Linked DNA regions of Xenopus tropicalis: region 1 is linked to region 2. The links are chromatin contacts, called in public Hi-C maps. All regions are on one chromosome and are shown on one strand. Each heading gives the region's core, a stretch centred on a gene start, on an enhancer-like site or on the middle of the called end of the contact. The rest is flanking DNA. Distances are from core to core; before and after follow the strand shown.

The links. Hi-C and Micro-C count contacts between places; a contact is called where the count stands out from the background.
Region 1: a contact with region 2 is called in a Hi-C map of gastrula embryo, with 1.4 times the contacts expected there. The contact joins two enhancer-like sites. A contact is called at or near these places in 2 of 5 Hi-C or Micro-C datasets (gastrula embryo and neurula embryo).

The regions. Positions count from the first base shown.
Region 1 is chr8:68,064,265-68,067,048 of UCB_Xtro_10.0, reverse strand. No RefSeq gene overlaps it. Among named protein-coding and RNA genes, the nearest start is that of gpc4, 54 kb to the right of the region's middle. Within about 2 kb of position 1,513, at least 3 of the 11 cell types and tissues checked have an H3K27ac peak or open chromatin away from gene starts, as enhancers often do. A contact at or near this core is called in gastrula embryo and neurula embryo, where this site is marked.
Region 2 is chr8:68,030,492-68,033,557 of UCB_Xtro_10.0, reverse strand. No RefSeq gene overlaps it. Among named protein-coding and RNA genes, the nearest start is that of gpc4, 21 kb to the right of the region's middle. Within about 2 kb of position 1,802, at least 5 of the 11 cell types and tissues checked have an H3K27ac peak or open chromatin away from gene starts, as enhancers often do. A contact at or near this core is called in gastrula embryo and neurula embryo, where this site is marked.

The sequences.
Region 1 (2,784 bases), core at 264-2,763, 34 kb before region 2:
TAATAATAAAGCAGTTATTTGTATATGATCCTAACTAAGCTGCATGAATCCATATCGCTGGCAAAACAATCCCATTTGGTTTACTTAATGTTTAAATTATTTTTTAAGTAGATTTAATGTATTATGGAAAGACCCTTTTATAGAAATCGCCAGGTCCCATGTAGTATGACCCACAGTAACCAGGATAGCAACACTATAATAATAGCACATTACTAGTAGCAATAGCAAGCAGTAATGGTGGTAATAGCATTAGTAATAATATTAACAGTAGCAACCGTTATATTAGTAATAATAGTGGCAATAGCCAGGGTTGTATTTTTATATAGGCACCAGAGGGCCTTTAAGCGGGTGGCCCTTGGGTGCCTGTATAACTGAAAGAAAAAAACATTTTTTTAAAATAATAAACCTCCCCAGCCACCGCCAAACGATACCTATGTAAATCTGGTGGCGAAGCTGGGGGGTGAGGGTGCAGAGGGTGATTGCGGGTGGAAGTGACATCACCTCTGGTGGGAGTGACATCTTGCATAGCAGAAGTGACATCACACGCAGCCATGTGTATATGCTTTACTATCCCCCCTCTCAGCAATCTGTGTCACTACATGCAGCTTTGTGTGTCTCTGTTTAAAGTTCAAAGGACAGCTAACTCTCATACCCCGCTGGTCTGTGCTCCCTTTGCCAACGAGATGTATTTGACCTCTAGCATTCATTTATTACACTAGGCAAAACTGCCTCAGTTCAGTTGAGCCAATTTAGTAATGAACCAAGAGGCACCCAGACTCCAAAATGAGTTTGGACTGGACGTTTGGGTGGCTGCATTTGGGAAGGTTTTGCTTTCATGAATTATTTCTGAAAACTTTTTTGCTTTGAACTTCTATTTTACTTTCATTTTGTATTTTTGCATTGTTGATGGGCAGTTAGCCACCATTTCTAGAGAGACCTAAATCAATGGAGGTCACTACGTTGGTTGCTGAATAAACATTAAATTGGTGTTAGGATTCTCAAAGCCCGTCCATCTAAGAGGGCTGAATACCGGGAGAATTCCCTTTGATAAAGGCTTTTTGCTGTAACTTTGGGGTGATTTTTCTTGTCTGGTCTTAGCTCTATTTTGCACTTTTGCTGGGTGGTAAATATTACATATTGTTAAATAATTACCTGATGTGTAGCTTTATTTAGCTCTACCATCTCTAGAGAGAACGGGACACTGAGATATGGTATTCTGTATAGAAAGCATCCATATTGGGCCAAAACATTGATAACAGGATAGAACAAGTTGGGAAATGATTATGCTAAGGTTGGGAGAGACCCTTTTACATTTCCATTCTGATGGCTAATGCATAATAAAGATTTGCAACTTGTAACTTGTATTTGTAATGTAAAACATATCCTTGTAGCCACACAGTTTTTGTTGTGTATATTCCTTCCCCCTCAATGTTACCCCCCCTCTGATCCAGCTAATCCTTCTCCCCCACTGACAGGAGCTGAATGCATGCAAATTTCTTGAATATTTGTTTTCACCTCTGCCCTCCTGAATACTCCTTATGCAGTTTAGGCCTAATGTTTAACCTCTTGGAGTCTATGAAACAAAGCATTGCATCACCAGATCAGCCAGAAGCCATAGATTATGGGGTTTTTAGAGCTGGGACATATGTTTCCATGTATTCTACTATTATTCCCCTTTTGTGCCAACAGTAATGATCCCAGCATGCTGCAAAAATATGGCATTAAAAAACAGTCTTTCTGGAGTAGTTTGCCTTTAAATTTACTTTTAGTATATCAACTCTTCAAAAAATTTTTTTATACTTTTGATTTTTTTTTTTACCTCCTACTCTACCACTTTCCAGCTTTCAAATGGGGGTCACTGACTCTGGCAGTCAAAAAGTTACTGCTATTTGAGACTGAAATTTCATTTGTAATACGTTCTATTTACGCCATCTCCTGTTTATCTTCTGGAACCCTAGAAACCAGATAGCTAATGGCATTGCAAACTGGAGATCTGCTGAACAAATAGGTAAATATTTTAAAAAACTTACAAAATAAAAATTACAAAATAAAGACCAAGGGGCTGATTTACTAACCCACGAATCCGACCCGAATTGGAAAAGTTCCGACTTGAAAACGAACATTTTGCGACTTTTTCGTATGTTTTGCGATTTTTTCGGATTCTTTACGAATTTTTCGTTACCAATACGATTTTGCGCATTTTTCATAGCGTTATAACTTACGCGAAAAATGCGCAACTTTTCGCGTAAGTTTTAACGCTACGAAAAATGCGCAACTTTTTACGCAACTTTCGTAATGGATAGGAAAACTCGCGTTTTTACGCAAAAATCGTATTGGTAACGAAAAATTCGTAAAGAATCCGAAAAAAACGCAAAACATACGAAAAAATCGCAAAATACCGATCATTACGAAAAAAACGCAATCGGACTCCATTCGACCCGTTCGTGGGTAAGTAAATCAGCCCCCAAATATCACTGCCTAGATCATACTAAAAATAATTTTGAGGTGAACTACCCATTTAATAATGGGAACCCCAGCTGTTGCTGAACTACATTTCCCAGCATACCTTGGTAGTCAAAAGCAGGGTGACTGCTGAGTGTACAACTGCTGGTCCATGGATGTTCCTTAAAGGAATACTGTCATAGGAAAACATGTTTTCTTTCAAAACACACCAGTAATAGATGCAGCAAGATGCCGTCTAGAAGGATGGGTGCATGTTTGGGGTGGATTTTAAACAATTCTAAATTGGCAAACTAAAGGTGGCTATACACAGGTAGATTAAAG
Region 2 (3,066 bases), core at 553-3,052:
GTGGGCCTTAGTGTGTGTGTGTGTTAATGCAAATCATCTTATGAGCAAGTGTTTTATAACTGGGTTATTTAATAGTTATATTATGTAAGATTTGGGTAGGTTCATGGTCAGCTTAAGCAACTGACTGCCAGGTAGTCATTCACTCGGGAATGAAACTCCAGCTGAGCTAAAAACTTCTACAGTGGGTGTTCTTGGCTTTAAAGGTCATCAGCTGACAGGAAACAGGCTAATGTCACATGTGCAATTTTCTCCCTCAGAGAAGAAAATGCCAGTCTGCTCCAATCTGCAACCTGTTCGGTGAGCACTAACATGCCTTTATCCATCTGTCAGTGCTCAAACTTTAAAGTCCGAAACTTGCCCCATGTGCGCACTGACAGGCAGATGTTAGACCTGTCTATTCTTAAGGTGGCCATACACGCACCGATATTATCGTACGAAACCTCGTTTCGTACGATAATCGGTGCGTGTATGGCATGTCAGCGAGCCGACCGATATCGCAGGAAGCTGCTGATATCGGTCGACTCGCCGATCGGCCAGGTTAGAAAATTTTGATCGGGCGCCATAGAAGGCGCCTGACCAAAATTCTCCCTTCAGAGCTGAATCGGCAGAAGGAGGTAGAAATCCTATTGTTTCTACCTCCTTACCTGCCGATTCAGCCCTGAATGGTGTGTGGCGGATCTGACGATGTTTTGTGCGACCGGCGGTCGTACGAAACATCGTGAGATCGCCACGTGTATGGCCAGCTTTATGGAACAGGGTGCAGATTAGAGTACATTGTCCTGTTCTGCAGCACCATTTTTGCCAGTGGAGAAAAGCAGCAACAACTCTTTTTTTCCCCCTTGCCATAATATTTGACCACTGGTCCCACATGTTGAAGGCCAGGTAATTAGAGTTCAGTTTTATTAATCCTTATGTATGGCCAAATAACTCACTATCCAGAGTATGTGGCAATTATCTAAACATGGCCAAAGATTTACTTTCAATTTTTCTGTTCTTTTAGTGTAAAGGGGATGTAGAATATTTCAATGCATCCTAAGGCCTACATTAAATGAAGTTGTATAAAATACTTTACATCATTTACATTCTGCACCACAGTGTGTAACAGCAATTTCAGACTCAATTGCCTTGTTTTTTTTTTGTTTACTCGCAATGCAGCATTTTTTCCCATGGTTCCAGTGTAATTGCTATGGTTAGAGGGAGATGTGCCTGGTGCAACTGTGGCCAGTACATAAAAAATTATCAATCACTATATGAATTACAATATCTAATTGGCTGCTATCAATTACTATGCTGCAAAATGAGAATATGGATAACCCTTTTCTTATTAAAGCTAGGAATGTAAAGTAAATCAGCAGACAATATTTGCTTACATCATATACTTACCAATTTTGAATGTTCTTTTTGTGATTGAAGTGCTTGTTTTACATGCTAATTCTTTATAAATAGGAAGCAGCCCCTTTCCTGTAAACATAAATTTGAAAAAAAAAAATGAAGTAAACAAGTTGCTAACAATTAATCTGGAGCTCAATGAACCTGAAAGATAAAACTCTGAGTCCAATAGGGTTATTATTATTATACTGGGCTACTTTTAAAGAACTCCTTCAAAGGGATCTTTTTCAGTGCTGTTTATCTCTTCCATATATTTGACCTTCCCCTGTTACCGAACACAAAGAAATCCATCTATACCATAGGCTAAGCTCAAGCTGTTTGGTGACGTCTTGGTCTCAAGTTTCACCCTGGCAAATCTGCAACTAAATGTTGTACAAATAACCTTTTCCTGCATTCACAAGGCAACCCCCACCAATAGTCTATTGTTGGCAGTCTACAAAGATTCACCTTCTCCCCCACTGAATCACAAGTCCTGGCTTGTTAGCCACAAGCCATGACATGAATAATGCTTTTTAAGTATTAAAATGCAAGAAAGATTAGGGGAGGCTTTTATAATTTGTGTCAAGTAAAACCATGTTATGTTATGTTATTGTTATTTCTTGTCTACAAATGTAATTACTTCTGCCCTTGGTGATGAAATAAAACATGAATTTCACAACCATTTACACCAAACATCATTGCCTCCAGCTGAGTGACTTGAGCTTTAACTAATTACGCAAGTCATTACAATGGCAAATGATGAAATTAAAGGTGTCCTACAGTAGATACTGCTTTACGCATGGATGTCTGTATTTATTGCGATTGGCTGCTCAATGAAGCATGTGAGAAGAAGTTGACACAAGCTTTGAGATCTAGACACTCAAATGTCAGTTTTAATTGAAAAGATAAAGGGAATTTTTACAGATAAATAATGTATTGTTTTTTTATGCTTTCTGTTCTTCATTTTTTGTTTATACAGTTTTATAAAGGAGAGTTTAGCTGACTTTTCATCAAGAAAGCTTCCACTGTTTTTTTCCCATCAAAGCCAAAATACTTCTCACTACAAGAGTAGAATGGGATAACATCTTAGGGGGGGTTTTCTAAGGATACAGTAACTATGCGAACAGTGAAAAACTATAGAACTGTATTAGGCTAACTATATTTATATTTTACTTTGTAAGCCAAAGAAGATTGTGTATTATAAGAGATAATACATCTGCACCTTTATGTGACCATGCAATCTCTGATTTCTAAGGACTCATACTCATGAACATTTCTTGTAGCAGAACACAGAAGAATGCCACTGTTAGGGACACAAAAAAAAACATTTTGGCACCCCCCCCCCTCAGTGAAATAAAATAGACTTTACACATTCTTTAAGGAAATTTACAAATAACCCCGCAGGATGTGCAAGATAATGATATTAGCCCATATATTTGTATTTGTGATAAGCACTGGATTAGTCACTGCTGGTATAATGAATAGTAATTGGATGCGGCTTTATGTTTTTAAACAGTGTAGATATCTGTAGTTCCTTCCTTCTATGACTACACACACGTGGTGATTTGTGATCGTTCGTGCGACGACTGGGCGCACGAAAGATCGTTAAATCCGCCACTTACCTTCAGGGCTGAAACGGCAGATAAGGAGGTAGAAACAATAGGATTTCTACCTCCTTCTGCCGATTCAGCCCTGACG